Linked DNA regions of Sus scrofa: regions 2, 3, 4 and 5 are each linked to region 1. Evidence: chromatin contacts called from public HiChIP or PLAC-seq data. All regions are on one chromosome and are shown on one strand. Each heading gives the region's core, a stretch centred on a gene start, on an enhancer-like site or on the middle of the called end of the contact. The rest is flanking DNA. Distances are from core to core; before and after follow the strand shown. Region 1 has its middle 180 kb from the start of JUN. Region 2 overlaps FGGY (FGGY carbohydrate kinase domain-containing protein). Region 3 overlaps FGGY (FGGY carbohydrate kinase domain-containing protein). Region 4 overlaps FGGY (FGGY carbohydrate kinase domain-containing protein). Region 5 overlaps FGGY (FGGY carbohydrate kinase domain-containing protein).

The links. HiChIP or PLAC-seq counts read pairs in DNA pulled down with a chosen protein or histone mark.
Region 2: a contact with region 1 is called in an H3K27ac HiChIP or PLAC-seq map of skeletal muscle. The contact joins two enhancer-like sites. A contact is called at or near these places in 1 of 47 Hi-C or Micro-C datasets (embryonic fibroblasts) and 2 of 2 datasets of contacts at active chromatin or transcription factors (alveolar macrophages and skeletal muscle).
Region 3: a contact with region 1 is called in an H3K27ac HiChIP or PLAC-seq map of skeletal muscle, with 5 times the contacts expected there. The contact joins two enhancer-like sites. A contact is called at or near these places in 3 of 47 Hi-C or Micro-C datasets (psoas muscle and skeletal muscle) and 1 of 2 datasets of contacts at active chromatin or transcription factors (skeletal muscle).
Region 4: an H3K27ac HiChIP or PLAC-seq map of skeletal muscle shows a contact between it and region 1. The contact joins two enhancer-like sites. A contact is called at or near these places in 2 of 2 datasets of contacts at active chromatin or transcription factors (alveolar macrophages and skeletal muscle).
Region 5: an H3K27ac HiChIP or PLAC-seq map of skeletal muscle shows a contact between it and region 1, with 6 times the contacts expected there. The contact joins two enhancer-like sites. A contact is called at or near these places in 3 of 47 Hi-C or Micro-C datasets (liver, psoas muscle and skeletal muscle) and 2 of 2 datasets of contacts at active chromatin or transcription factors (alveolar macrophages and skeletal muscle).

What each region holds. Positions count from the first base shown.
Region 1 is chr6:153,506,267-153,508,950 of Sscrofa11.1, reverse strand. No RefSeq gene overlaps it. Among named protein-coding and RNA genes, the nearest start is that of JUN, 180 kb to the left of the region's middle. Within about 2 kb of position 1,305, at least 28 of the 83 cell types and tissues checked have an H3K27ac peak or open chromatin away from gene starts, as enhancers often do. A contact at or near this core is called in liver and skeletal muscle, where this site is marked.
Region 2 is chr6:152,808,251-152,810,934 of Sscrofa11.1, reverse strand. The region is part of intron 14 of FGGY (FGGY carbohydrate kinase domain-containing protein); the gene reads left to right. Among named protein-coding and RNA genes, the nearest start is that of HOOK1, 100 kb to the right of the region's middle. Within about 2 kb of position 1,319, at least 3 of the 83 cell types and tissues checked have an H3K27ac peak or open chromatin away from gene starts, as enhancers often do. A contact at or near this core is called in skeletal muscle, where this site is marked.
Region 3 is chr6:152,927,630-152,930,313 of Sscrofa11.1, reverse strand. The region is part of intron 8 of FGGY (FGGY carbohydrate kinase domain-containing protein); the gene reads left to right. Among named protein-coding and RNA genes, the nearest start is that of HOOK1, 220 kb to the right of the region's middle. Within about 2 kb of position 1,378, at least 14 of the 83 cell types and tissues checked have an H3K27ac peak or open chromatin away from gene starts, as enhancers often do. A contact at or near this core is called in skeletal muscle, where this site is marked.
Region 4 is chr6:152,959,111-152,961,794 of Sscrofa11.1, reverse strand. FGGY (FGGY carbohydrate kinase domain-containing protein) reads left to right here. Exons shown (of 16, transcript XM_021097811.1): 8 at 902-1,005. Among named protein-coding and RNA genes, the nearest start is that of HOOK1, 250 kb to the right of the region's middle. Within about 2 kb of position 1,299, at least 29 of the 83 cell types and tissues checked have an H3K27ac peak or open chromatin away from gene starts, as enhancers often do. A contact at or near this core is called in skeletal muscle, where this site is marked.
Region 5 is chr6:152,975,676-152,978,359 of Sscrofa11.1, reverse strand. All of the region lies in intron 7 of FGGY (FGGY carbohydrate kinase domain-containing protein), which reads left to right. Among named protein-coding and RNA genes, the nearest start is that of FGGY, 240 kb to the left of the region's middle. Within about 2 kb of position 1,344, at least 11 of the 83 cell types and tissues checked have an H3K27ac peak or open chromatin away from gene starts, as enhancers often do. A contact at or near this core is called in liver and skeletal muscle, where this site is marked.

The DNA of each region.
Region 1 (2,684 bases), core at 56-2,555:
ATCATCTCCATGCTGGGCAACTTTTCCTTTGTGAGATCTTGTTCCATCCACACGCCAGCCCTGGGCGTAGGCAGTGTCTTCTCCATTTTCCAGTGTGGAAATGGAGGCTCAGAGAGGTGATCTGACTGGGCTTGGGTCGCCCAGCTTGTGAGTGGCAGAGCCTGGACACAAACCTGGCTTCTCTGTCTGCGTAAGAAGGGAATGGAAAAACATCCGTTGGAAGTACTGGGCCAAGCCTACTGAGGAAACTGGGCCCGGAAAGAGGCATTTGAATAGTAGAAAATCAACACAAATTCAACAATGATGTCTAGCTAGAGGCATCAACCATCACCCACTGCCAGGGCAGAGAGTCTATTTCTTCACTAGTAGCTGCAGGGCTTTGCACAACCAATTCATAGCAACTATTCACTCTCAACTACCTTCCTCTAAGAAGCCTCCTGGACCTTCCAAGTTTGGGCTATATGTCCCTTATTTGTTTCTGTGTAGTCCTTGTAATTGCTTAGACACCACATGCGTGTGTGCGCGCGCGTGTGTGTGTGTGTGTGTGTGTGTGTGTAAAGCCTTGAAGAATTCTGGAGGCACCTCAAGAAGGGCCTGAGAGCTATCCTTGCCTACAGAGAAGGTTGCACTGAGGGTGAGGGTGTAGACTCGTTTTTACTGGCCCTTGAGTGGAAAGGGGCCATGAGTGAAAGCTCCAGAGAGATCACTGTTAGATTCTCTTCAGGGTCAGACTGAGGTAGAACTTTCTAGTAATGAGAATCTCTCTATAAGGGGGCAGGCTGCCCTGAGACCCTGCAAGCACAGGCTGGAGAGGCAGCCACAGAGGAGACTGCACTGCAGATGGAATGGGGAGCAGATAAGACTGGACACGTCCCGACAGATGAAAGGTCTGTTGTGAAAACAAAACTCACCGCAGATTAATTTTCTACAAAGTGCTTGGCCCATCACGTGTATGAACTCATGTAATCTTGACACTGGCCTGCGAGGTAGGTGCAATCCAGTTCATGGATGAGGAAATTGGGTTCAGAGAGTTAAGTCACTGGCCCAGGAGATATTGGAAGAGCCAGGATCTAAATATGACCTGTGTCTGACCCTAGAGCTCCCCCAGGACTTAGGTGCATATAAGCTTCGCCCATGTCACCAGCACAACTTCGCTTATTTTGTTTTGTTTTCATGGGCCTCAGTTCCCCTCCAGGGTCCCTACCTCTTTGATGCCAGAAGCTGGCCAGCAGGCTAGGCCATCAGATACAGTTGGCTCTGGGAGGGTGGAGGCCTGGTCTGGGTCGTACTTTCCGGACTCGTTGGTTCCTCCTCTGCCTTCCTTTGTCTCCTTCTGGAAGGGACTCCACTGCTTGCCAGCTTGTCCCTGGACCTCTGGACACATTATGGATCCACATGACCTGGGAGGGATAAGCAGGTGACCTGAAGCATGACAGCTACAGCTAAGAGAAGGTTTCAGAAAGGTCTGTGGCTTCAGTTTCAGGCCTGATGAAAGGAAAAAAAAAATCTAAACACAAACCCAGCAGGCTGCCTGCCAGGAGTCTGTGAAACACAGTCCAAGCCAAAGCCAGTGTCGGCCAAGAGGGAAATTACAGGCCTTAAATGGGAGACTAGTCTGCAGAAAGCTCCCAGTTGTGTTTGGCATAAGTTTGTTTGCCTACATATGTGTTTATGTAGACGTATTTTTCAAAGTGTATCTCTTTATTATTTATGTATTTAGCCTCAAGACCCTTTTTAAAAACAATGTAGAAAGAGTACTTTAAAATACTTTAGCCCTTGATGATATTTGGGGCCACTCCATTTAGTTTAGTTAAAAGTCAGCTCATATTTACTGACAGCCTATTTTGTACCAGGCACTGTGCTCGGCGCTGGAGGTCTGGGGATGCAAAAGGCAGTTCCCTACCCCAAAGCAGCTCAGTGTCCAAAATAAGAAAAAGAAACGTGCACAAGTAAAGATCTCAGAATACCGTTGGAGACAAGGTCTCTCAGTTAAGTGTAGCTGGGACCCAAAGGACGGTGGAGAGGGGGTCTAGCAGGTTCTCACAGGCAGACAAAAGTGGAGGGGCCCTGGCTTGGCTGTATTCATTCATGGAGGTGTATGAGTCAGCTATTGCTGCAATAATGCTAGGTAACAAGCCACCCAAGACTCAGTCACTTACAACTATAAGAATTTTTTCTTGGGAGTTCCTTTTATGGCTCAGTGGTTAACAAACCTGATTAGGATCCATGAAGATACGGGTTCAATCCCTGGCCTCACTCAGTGGGTTAAGGATCTGGCATTGTCCTGAGCTGTGGCGTAGGTCACAGACACTGCTCAGATCCCACGTTGCTGTGGCTGTGTAGGCTGGCACCTATAGCTCTGATTCAACCCCTAGCCTGGGAACTTCCATATGCCATGGGGGTGACCCTAAAAAAGCAAAAAATAAAAATAAAATAAAATAAAAAATTTTTTTCTTCTCACTCTTGGGTTTGTGGGTTGGCTGGGTAGCTTGGGTTCCAGCTTCAGCTTAACTGGGGCTGTGGGTCAGGTGTGGGTCTGTTGCATTTGTCTCATCCTGTGAGCTAGGGTGAAAGGTAGCCTCTGGTTACTCCTTGCATGGTAAATGAGCAAGTAAGCAGACAAAAATGTAATGAAACAGGTAATACCTCTTAAAATTTCAGCCCAGAACTGCCATGCCGTCATT
Region 2 (2,684 bases), core at 70-2,569, 700 kb after region 1:
GTCTCAGATGAGGCTTGGATCCCGCATGGCTGTGGCTGTGGCATAGGCTGGCAGCTGCAGCTCCAATTGGACACCTAGCCTGGGAACTTCCAAATGCAGCTGTTAAAAAAAAGGGAAAAAAGAAAATAAAAAGAATCTAGGCCTCCTAATTCTTAGTCTAAAACACATCTAATGCTGTCCTCCTGAACCTTTCCATCACGGTTACAAACTTTCTGTCAGCCTCTCCAAAGGGCACGGCTCGGATGTGGGAAAGATGGGCAGAAGGTCATGTTTGTCCTGGATGCTCTCTACCTTCCGCTGTAGGTCTGTCCCCCCATTGCAGGATTTCCTCTCACCTGTCAAAACTAACTAGTCCTGTGGGCCCACCTGTCAAAACTAACTAGTCCTGTGGGCCCAAATCTAGCTCCTTGAGAAGCAGCTTCTGGGGTTTCTAGAGTTACTGCCGCTCACCTGCCCAGGACTTTTTCCTGCTTGGCAGTGCTGCCTCTTGAACAGTGGACAGGCCCCTGAGCCAGGAAGATACCTGGCTCAGCCCCTGTTGGGCGGTTTCCCAGGTGAGACACGGCCTCCCCGAGCATCAGTCCTCATCTCCAGGGGGCAGACGAGGAAGGGGAAAGGGACAAATGCGAACTGCTCACTTGATCACAAACTGAATTCTATAACCACCTTTACTTTTTAAACGTAGGCTATGTGAGATAGGTAGATACTGTCATCTCCATGTACAAATGAGGAACTAGTTTAGGAAGGCAAATCACTGAGTCAAAGCCACGTGGCCAGAAAGTAAGAGAGTTGGAATCTGAACCTGGATTTGTGTGAAAATCCAAAGTATAAGCTCTTTCAAGTTCAGCAGGCCAGAGAAGGTAAGATTAGTGTGTACACACACACACACACACACACACACACACACACACACACAGTGGAAGAGTGCTTTCTACACTTGAAGAGCCACCCTCCCATGGAGGATGATGAGATTGACAATTAACCACGAGTCCAGGCCAAGCATGAAATGGTTCCAACAGACCAGTGTTAACCTCTGGGGACATTTGACTTCCATTGGGAAGTCTGGGAACCAAGGCCGTTACTCAGAGAATCTACATACAAGGAGAGGAGTGGAGGAGATATTTCACGGCAAGGGTCCCTCAGCTAGTCTGGTAGTTCTTAACTTCATCAGAGGGCTATGGCAGGCAAAACCAGCTACGTAATTGGTGGGATACGGTACAAGATGAAAATGTGGGCCCCTGGCCGGGGGCAGGGAAATCACTCATGGCTGACAGGGGACCCCCAAGGGTTTCCAGCTTCCCATTTACCCACCCAGCTCTCCATAGCAATGGGGAGTAGTGGGGAGAGCCACTGCTTGCTCCACCCTGAGATACCTGTCTCATGACCTGGCCTGTGCATTCGGCTACTCTTCCCACCCCCACCCCCGCCCATGTAACCCTGTTGCCCCTCCAGGACTGCAAGGTCAGCAGTGGGGTTGTGAGTAAAGTGCCAGAAGGCAGGGAGCAGTTAGCCAAGAACTGGTCCTGGAAAGGGAAAGGCAGCCTCAGGGCCACCAGCACATGTTCCCTTGTCCCATCAGCCTGCATCCACAAAGCATACATTCAGAGATAAAGTGAAGACTTTCAAAACAGGGATTTCAGATCACCAGACCCCAAGCTTGAGCCCTTCCTGGTGTGGAGCCCCGGGGGACTCTGCAGGTGACATATCCTCACTGCAGGTCCTTAACAAAGTTTCACCAGTTCAAGAGAAATTAAAAAACAGGGCAGTATATGGACATTTTAACACAGCTAGATATAATCAGTTTAAGTGATTTCCCTATATTCTGAGATCATGGTAACCTCTTTTTTTTTTTAACCTTTTAATGCTAAAACTTCTTTTGTGTTATGACAGAATGTTCAGAGTAAATGGTGAGTAGTGTGAGGGGTTGTTTTAAGGTCTTCATATGGCAAAACAAGAAGCTGACAATTCTTTGTAGGTCTCCAGAGGTTGGATACTGTGGTGATCCAGAGTTGGGAACTCCTGAGCTGGGCTTCCAAGAAGATAGCCTTCCTGATTGTGTCAATGCAGCCTCTTCCCCAGCTGCTGGCATCAGAGAGGCCTACGGTTAGCAGTCATTGCATATTTTAGTATTTTCTAAGTATAGCTTTGCTTTTGTGAAGTCCACAGTCTGGTGGAGTCTGTGATAAGAGGCAACACAGAATAAGGGCATCAAAATCATAATTCAAAGTCTGAAACTTCTCAGTTACCTACGGCCCCAGAGAGATGATTTCTCTAAGACTCGCAGCAGCAACAGCTCCATAGAAGTAACAGCTCCATCCACCATGGATGACAACACACCCTGGACAGACCTAGCCCAGTCTTATGTCCTGATGTAATTATTATAATTTATCATTAAAAGCAACCAGAACTCAGAGTTCCTCTGTGGCTCAGCGGATTAAGGACCCAACGTTCTTTTGTTTGTGTTTGTTTTGTTTGTTTTTCTGTCTTTTCTAGGGCCGCTCCCATGGCATATGGAGGTTCCCAGGCTAGGGGTCTAATCAGAGCTGCTGCCGCCAGCCTCCGCCAGGGCCATAGCAATGCAGGATCCAAGCCGTGTCTTAGTTAAATAGCAACGCAGGATCCAAGCCGTGTCTTCACCCACACCACAGCTCACAGCAACACCGGATCCTTAACCCACTGAGTAA
Region 3 (2,684 bases), core at 129-2,628, 580 kb after region 1:
GTGACCACAGGAACTTTGGAGCAACGTAACAGACAATTATCATTCATTATGCATTCAGTTGTGAATCAAAACAAACCAAACTGAAGCATTGTGTAAGTTTGGCCCCTGGTAATCCTGAATACGTGCTTGAGAGGGCGCAGTGGTAGGATTGTGGACTTCCGGCTAAAAAGCAACCGAAACGTAAATTGGGATTATGTCCCCTGTTGCCTTCAAGAAAAACAATTCCTGCATCTTAGCATGTCATGAATGGATTTTCATCATCTGACCTCTGCCTACCCTGGACTCCTGGGTCTCACATCTATTATTTGCACATCCTGCTCCATGGCTGCGTGACCTTGGGCAAGTTAGAGAACCTCTCTAAGCCTCAGTTCCCTCATCTGTAAAGTGGGAATGTAGATACCTACCTTACAGGCCTGTGGTAATTAACATGAAATTGTGCAAGAAAAGCTACTCACCCAGTCTTTTGCTCACATCACAGCATGTGCCAATTCACCATTTGTGTGATGTTTTTGTTATTTACCATATATTCTACATTCCAGCCAAATCATAACACCCACTTCAAGCCATTATTGGGCTAAGAATTTAGCCCTTTATTGAGGTGCTTAACAGAGTCTCTTGCCATTTGGGGATTAGCTGTCAGACGTCAATCACGATTACACCAAAAACTAAGGCAAAGAAAATATCTTTTTCTTCATCTGTGTTTCTCCAGGACCTAACACATAGTACGGGCTCAGTTAATTGTTTGCAAAGGAAATGTGTGACGTGTCTCTGTTTCCCAGAATCTTGATTCTTTGAAGGGCCCAGGTATTTTCCCCACAACCCTAGAAGGCAGCTATGGAAACTCTTCACAGATGAGTGCAAAGCCTCAATTAACAGAAATGCCTCAAGGGTAAACATTATTTTATTTTTTTTAAACCATCAACCCATTAGGGATACAACTTGAGATCCAAGCGATCCTCTTGGTCTGGCCTAAGAAAGGAGACCCAGACGTTCCCATGTGGCTCAGTAGTAACAAACCCGACTAGTATCCATGAGGATGTGGGTTCGATCCCTGGCCTCGCTCAGTGGGTTAAGCATCCCGAGCTGCTGTGAGCTGTGGTGTAGGTTGCAGACACGGCTCTGATCCCAAGTTGCTGTGGCAGGCAGCTGCAGCTCCGATTTGACCCCTAGCCAGGTAACCTCCATATGCCTCACATGTGGCCCTAAAACAAACAAAGACCCAGATTTCTACCATCTGAAACCTACTGTATCTCCAGATATCCACACCCTCTGCCGGCACCTCCGTTATTCTCACTTTACAAGGATGAACCGGGCCTGTCTGCCTGCTTCACTCAGAAAAGTGTAGGTTAAATATTTCCTGGCTTAACATTTCCTGGTTCAAAAAGTTAAATAATCAGCTCTCACTTGTTGATTATTTACTGGGTGCTTGCGGCATGTCAGGGATTTCTCTATGTTGCCTCTAATGTTCCCGAACATTCTGGAAGGTGAATATTCTTGTCTGTCACTGACATGGAAGAAACCAAGATTCATCAGGGTCTCATACTTTGCTGTCTGGGCTGCGATTCCCAGCCTGGCTGAACGAAGTGTCTCTTCTTTGTGGCACTCTTGGTCCTTAAAGAAGCAGTCTCACCAGCCCCTAGGCCTCATGAACCAGCACCCACCTCTCTGTATCCCCCCAGAGGCAGGCCTGGAGGGTGGAGGAGTATTTTTGCCTACCATGGCTGAGTGCTCAGTCACCGCCCTCTGCAAGCAGGCCAGTGAAGTGGAAAAATAGCTCTGACTCCTAACCCTGACATCTGTCCCTCAGGTGAGAGCCAGAGTCTCAAATTGCTGTGCCAATGACGAATGGGCCCACGCCACACACCGAGGGTATCAGCACACAGAGCGTCCTGCCGGAATTCACACATCCTGGAAGCCAGGCTGGCCCTGGTGGCCAGTTTCATTTAATCTTGTGTCTGATTGCTGCATGATGAGTGGAGAGAGTGAGGAAGTCAGAATCTTAGGGAAGCACACTGGTCTCCAGCAACCAGGCTTGGTTTGCTCTTTCCCTCGCCCAGTACCCTGGCGCCCTCTCTGTAAACCCACAGCCCAAACTAGAACCAGGCTAGGGGAAGGGCTGTGATCTTTTTGCGTTCATCTAACTTTCCTGGTTCCCAAAGAAGCAGCTATAGAAGGAAGACCATGGCTTTGGGGGGGTCAGGCAGACCCAGATCAAATTTCCCTTCTGCCACTTGGCACTTGGGTGACCATGAACAAGGCTTTGAATTTTTGTGAGCCATGACTGACTTCTTTATCTATAAACCAAAGGGAGTGGCAGAATTATCAGGAAGACTCTGTCTGAGAATATGTCTAAATTATCAGCACATAGTAGCTGCTTAGCAAATGTTAGCTGCCTTCCTTCCCCTTCCCCTTCCCCTCCCCTTTATTTGTAAGGCTTTAAAAAAAAAACACATTGTGATTGTCATTTGTTACATTGTGAGTTAAATAGACAACTGATGAATAACAGAAACTCTATTTAAACTACGCCCAAAGAACTGTAACCCTGTCCTTCATCAGGTCGGAGATTTTATATTTTACAGATAGCTGTTCCACACCGCCCCCCATTCTACTTCCACCCCCATATCCTTTTTTTCTAAGGAAATCCAGATGGGCCCTGATCCATTCTCATATACCAAAGAGCCTTG
Region 4 (2,684 bases), core at 50-2,549, 550 kb after region 1:
CTTGCTGGGTATTTGAATAAATGACGGGCAACTCCAGGCTCTAAACACTCTCTCTGACTCTCCCCTCACAGTTGTAACTTCACTTGCCCACAAGTATCAAAGAACACGCCCCGTGTATCATTTTATGGGTAGAAGGTGCTTATGGGTATTTGGATAAATGATGGGTGACTCCGGGCTCTAAACAGTCTGACTCTGCCCTCACACTTGTAACTTCACTTGCCCAGCAAGTATCAAGGAACACACTCCGTGCAAAGCCGCCTGAGCTTATACCATTTATGGGAAACTCTCTGCTACCTGGCGTTCTTTCAACAGACACTGACTGTCAGTCACTCTGTCCTTTATTCCAAGTTCTGGGATGAGCAGTACTGAGGATGGTGACCCAGAGATCTGATCATCAGAGGATTCTGTCGCCTTCAGTGAGATGGAAATGTGATGTGTCAAACCAGAGTCCCCTCCGCCCTGCCCCTTCCCAGCAGTGTGACCTTGGACGGGTCACTCAGCCCATAGATGAGCCTTCATTCCTCTGCTGATGTGTGCCATTCATCATTTCAGCTTGATAGGCTTCCTATAAAATGAGACCGTACATATAAACATCAGCAGAGTGTCTGGGATTTTGTGAGCAAAAAAATCACTGATAGCGGGTGCCTTTATTATTCTAATGACAGTGACTTATTATTCCAGTGTTGGATGCCATACACTGACGCTGAAAGCCAAAAACAGGTTTCCTGGTTGCCCAGGCTGACCAGTGAGCCCTTTTGGTTTCTGTTTGAGACTGGTCTGCACGTCTGTTTGAGACGTGGTCTCAACGTCCTTTGGTATAAAAAAGAGAGTATCATTATGTTTGTTTTAGCTTTCTTTCCTTCTCCTTTTTCTAAGAGAGTTTTGTTTTGCTTTCTCACAGGAGTGATTGGAGCAGATGTGAGGGGGCACGGCCTCGCTTGTGAGGGACAGCCAGTGACGTCACGGCTGGCTGTCATCTGTGGAACATCTTCTTGTCACATGGGGGTGAGTCTGCCGGGTGAGGGCGGGGCTGCCACACTCGGGAGGATGGCCAGCCTGGGAGGAGGGAACCGCTGGCCCCTTTGCCCCTCAGCTCCTCCCTTCCTGCCCCCCCACCACACACACACCGTGGTTTATCTAGCTGGAAGCCCAGCCTTCCCACTAATAGCCTTGCTTATTAGATTTGCCAGACCCTTTTCCAGGGGCCAAATTCTTAAAAAGTGTGAAAAGGGTAGAGTCTGCCTTTAACATCACCCTGGCCAGAGAACCCATGGCTTGAGGGGTGAAATCGGATCCAGAGATGGCAACGCCTCGCTCCCAGACAATCTGTCCCCAATGGGTAGCTGCGTCTTCTTTGCAAAGGGGTGTCTGTTTTCCTTGGCCACTGAGCTCTCTCTCAATCAATATAAATCCATCTCCCTGGGAGCGCCCTGGTGATGTATAGAATTAGGCTGCATATCACGACTTTGAAAGAACACTGATAAGCAATTTTCACTTTGCTAATTTTTCTCCATGAATTAGTAGAAAGGCTTTCTCCAAGATTGCAGCTAAAATTTAGTGCCTGCCCTAAAATTTATATCTTCTTTAAATGCATGAGTCTGAAAGCATTCCATTTCGATAAGTACCCATTTCTACCATATTTTTATTTAAAAGTCATTACTCTGTTAAACTGAGATGGACGACTCCTTGAATTTTTCCCAGATAAGTAAAATAGGGGCGAGAGTGGTGGAGGAGGAGGAGGGCAAATGGGGGAGTGAGCGGCGGGGGCATGAGTAAGGATTAGAGTGGGGTCTGAGATGCAGTCGAGGGCAGAGGCCCTGTGACAATGGAGGGTACATATGATGCGAAACTGTTTAGCTGCCGTAGGGACCAGTGATCGTCTTGTACCATAAAATATTTTGGTTGCGTAAATATCGATACATTGACTTATTCATGGATCCTCTGCCCTTGTGTCTGGGACTGTGGCAAATCCTGGGGACACTAGGATAACATAGGGCCTCCCATTGGTGAGATGGAATTATAATAGGTATGACAGTAAAAGGCTCCACAGTATAGATGCAGATTGAGCCTGTGATACTGAGCATCTGGTAGGTACCAGGCATGGCATCGGGGGTTTTCATTTTGCAGGGGTGGTGGGGCTGTGTTTCCAGACTGGTTTCCAATCCCACATCCTCCATGAGCTAAGGATGGGCCCTTGGGCTGGGCACTTCACACCTCCGGGCCCCAGATCCTTCCTGTGCGAGATGTGGGAAGTATAATACATATCTCATAGTATCATGAAGGTGATTTGAGGCAATATAATGTGCTTCATATGAAGTGAGCCCTTTTCAAGGCTTAGTCTCTGTCATCAGCCCTCATATTATTGGGCAGAAAGGACACAGTGATTACCTGCCTGGGAGGGTCCAAGGCCACTACCTGAGAGGACTTGGTGCCAGACTTTCTCGCAGCCCTTCAAAAAAAAAAAAAAAAAAGCTTTCCTGGAGCTCCCGTTGTGGCACAACAGGGTCAGCAGCATTTTTGGGAACACTGGGACACAGGTTTGATCCCCAGCCCAGACCAGTGAGTTAGGGCTCCGGCATTACTGCAGCTGCGGCTTAGGTCATGACTCTGGCTCCAGTCTGATCCCTGGCCTGGGAGCTCCACATGCCGTGGGATAGCCAAAAATGACCAACAAAAAAAAGCGC
Region 5 (2,684 bases), core at 95-2,594, 530 kb after region 1:
CAACATAGGAGTTCAAATCCTGGTTTGAACACCAATCCTAGTTCCATCTGCTGTCTCTGTGACCTTGGGAAGTTGCTTGATACTTCATGCCTCAGTTTTTTTCCTCTCTGAAATGGGTATAGTACTTGCACGCACCTCATAGAGTTGTTTGAAGAATAAATGAGCGACATTCTGTAAAGCTCTTTAGTGTCTGGCAGTGCCGTGTATATTTAGCTATGATTGATGGGATCTAAACGAATGTGTATTATGAATGATAGAAGTGTTCAAGGCGAAGTCATTCTTTTATTTTAAAAAATACGTGATATTTTCCTTTTATGTGCCAGGCATTGTTGTAGATGTTTGGACATAGTGGTGAATAGAGACAAGTTCCTGCTCCTATGAAGCTTCCTTCTTGTTGGGAGTGTCCATAACCTCCCATAGAAACATACTCATGAATATTTTTATATACACAGTATGCATGCATACAGAGTATGCATGCACATGTGTGCTTGTGTATCCACATATATGTTTATGTGCACATCTGTCTGTGCATGTGTATATGTGTGTGTTTGTGCATATGTGTGCACAGATGTGCCTCTATTGGCATGCTCAGCAATGTGCATGTACGGCTGAATGCTTGTGCATATGTGTTTGTGTACATGTATGTATACCAGTATACATATGTGTGTGTGCATATGTATATGCACATTTGGATATGTGTGTTTGTGCATGTGTGGGCATATGTGTACATGTGTGTATTTGTATATGCATCATTATGTGTTTATCAGGTACTGCTAAGTGTTATTAAGAACAGGTCTGTGTAAAGCAGTAGAGAGTGCCAGGAGTGAGAGAGTGCCAGTACAGAGAGTTCTGGAAAGTTTAATCCAGAGTGGTGACATTTGAGGAAACTGACCTCAATGAAGAGAGGGAACATTTTATGGTATAAGAAGCAAGGTAGCAGATAATTCAATTAGCAAATATGTGTTAGACCCATACTTGGCCTCAGATGCCATGTAGGGCATGGGGGCTGCCAGGCTGAAGATGATCCAGTCTTTTCTCTGGAGGAGCTTAGCAGCTGGTGGAGAAGGCAGACCTGTCATCAGAAAAATCCCATTGTAACCTTCACACTGCCTTTCCCAGATGTGAGGGAAGTGTCACAAGAGCACACGGAATGGATCAACCAGCTCTGCCAGGACAAGTGAGGGAAGCATCACGTAGGAGGTGCAAATGGGACAAGCATTTCAGGAGGCGGGAATGGAAAGTGAAAAGAGTGTGGAAAAGCCTGACTCCATCATGGGTCTTTTCAGTATGGCAAACTTGTTGTGCAAGTATGAGGAAACAGTGAGAGAGGGCCAGGAAATCAGAGCTGTGTACCATGTGTGGATTCTGAACTCCCAGCTTTGCCACTTGTTAGGAGCAAGTTACTTAACTGCTGTCTCAGATTTCCCTTCTGTAAATGGGGATGACAACAGCGCCTCCTCTGGTGGTTGTACTGTACTGGCGCCATTTCCTGACCTGTGTGAGCAATCAACAAGTGTCAGCTCTTCCAGGTCAGAAGCTCAAATGTAAAAAGCCTTGAATTCTAAGTTGAGGAAATTGGATGCTGAAAATCAACCTATCATTCAAATAGCTTCCTTGGCACTGACTGTCGTGTGAAAACTGTCAAGTGTTCTACCTGAAGAATTTGCCTTTGGGCAAGCAGCTAGGATTTGTCATACCAATGGGTGATACTGCAAAGGAACAGATAAAGCAGTAAAAAAAAAAAAAAAACAAAAAAAAAAACCTCATTTTATCTTAGAACAAAAGTTCACTTCAATGGAATGGAGCAGATATTTGTTTTCCCAGGCCCTGGAAATTCAGACATAGCTCACTTGCTGCCAGGGCTTTGCACTCCACCTTTGTAATGTTTGTTACTCAAACTGCAGAAGCATAGCTAGATGGGAAAGTACATTTCTCCATCTCCGACTTCTGTATCTCAGCACCAGGCCTGAGGCTGGAGGATGCTGCTTTTCAGGGTCTCATACCCACTCTGATCTTGGCCACTGTCTTAGTGAGAGGATTTTTGCCTCTGCTCCTGTCTCTTCATCCCATTATCTCTTCTCTTTCTTCAAATCGAAGTAGAGAGTGTACAAAGTCTGCCCAGGCTCACTACAGTCTGAGCTGCTGAATATTCTTCCAGAGCCTTCTAGTATTTCTGTGCCCATCCCTCTGAATATTCCATCTTCATTTTATCGATGACAGTGTCAGATTTTCCCACTAAACTTTCTTCTGTTCCCATTTTGACTAGAACTAGAAAGTACTGTTTGCTAGAAACTGCAAATGGAAAATATAAAGAGAGACAACATGAGAAAATAGATTATTTACATTATTTCCAGTTATCCATAGTAGATTGAAATCATAATATAGATCATCTAAAAAATGAGTATTTTATTTTGAACATAGAATGACATAGGATTTTTTTATTAATTAAGTTTTTTTTAGGATATAGTTGATTTACAGTGTTGAGTCAATTTCTGTTGTATAGCATAGTGACCCAGTCATTTTTTTTCTCATATTATCTTCTATCATGGTCTATCTCCTGATACTGGATATAGTTCCCTGTGCTATACAGTAGGACCCCATTGCTTATCCATGATCCATTCTAAATGTAATAGTTTGCATCTACTAACCCCAAACTCCCAGTCCATCCCACTCCCTCTCCCAAC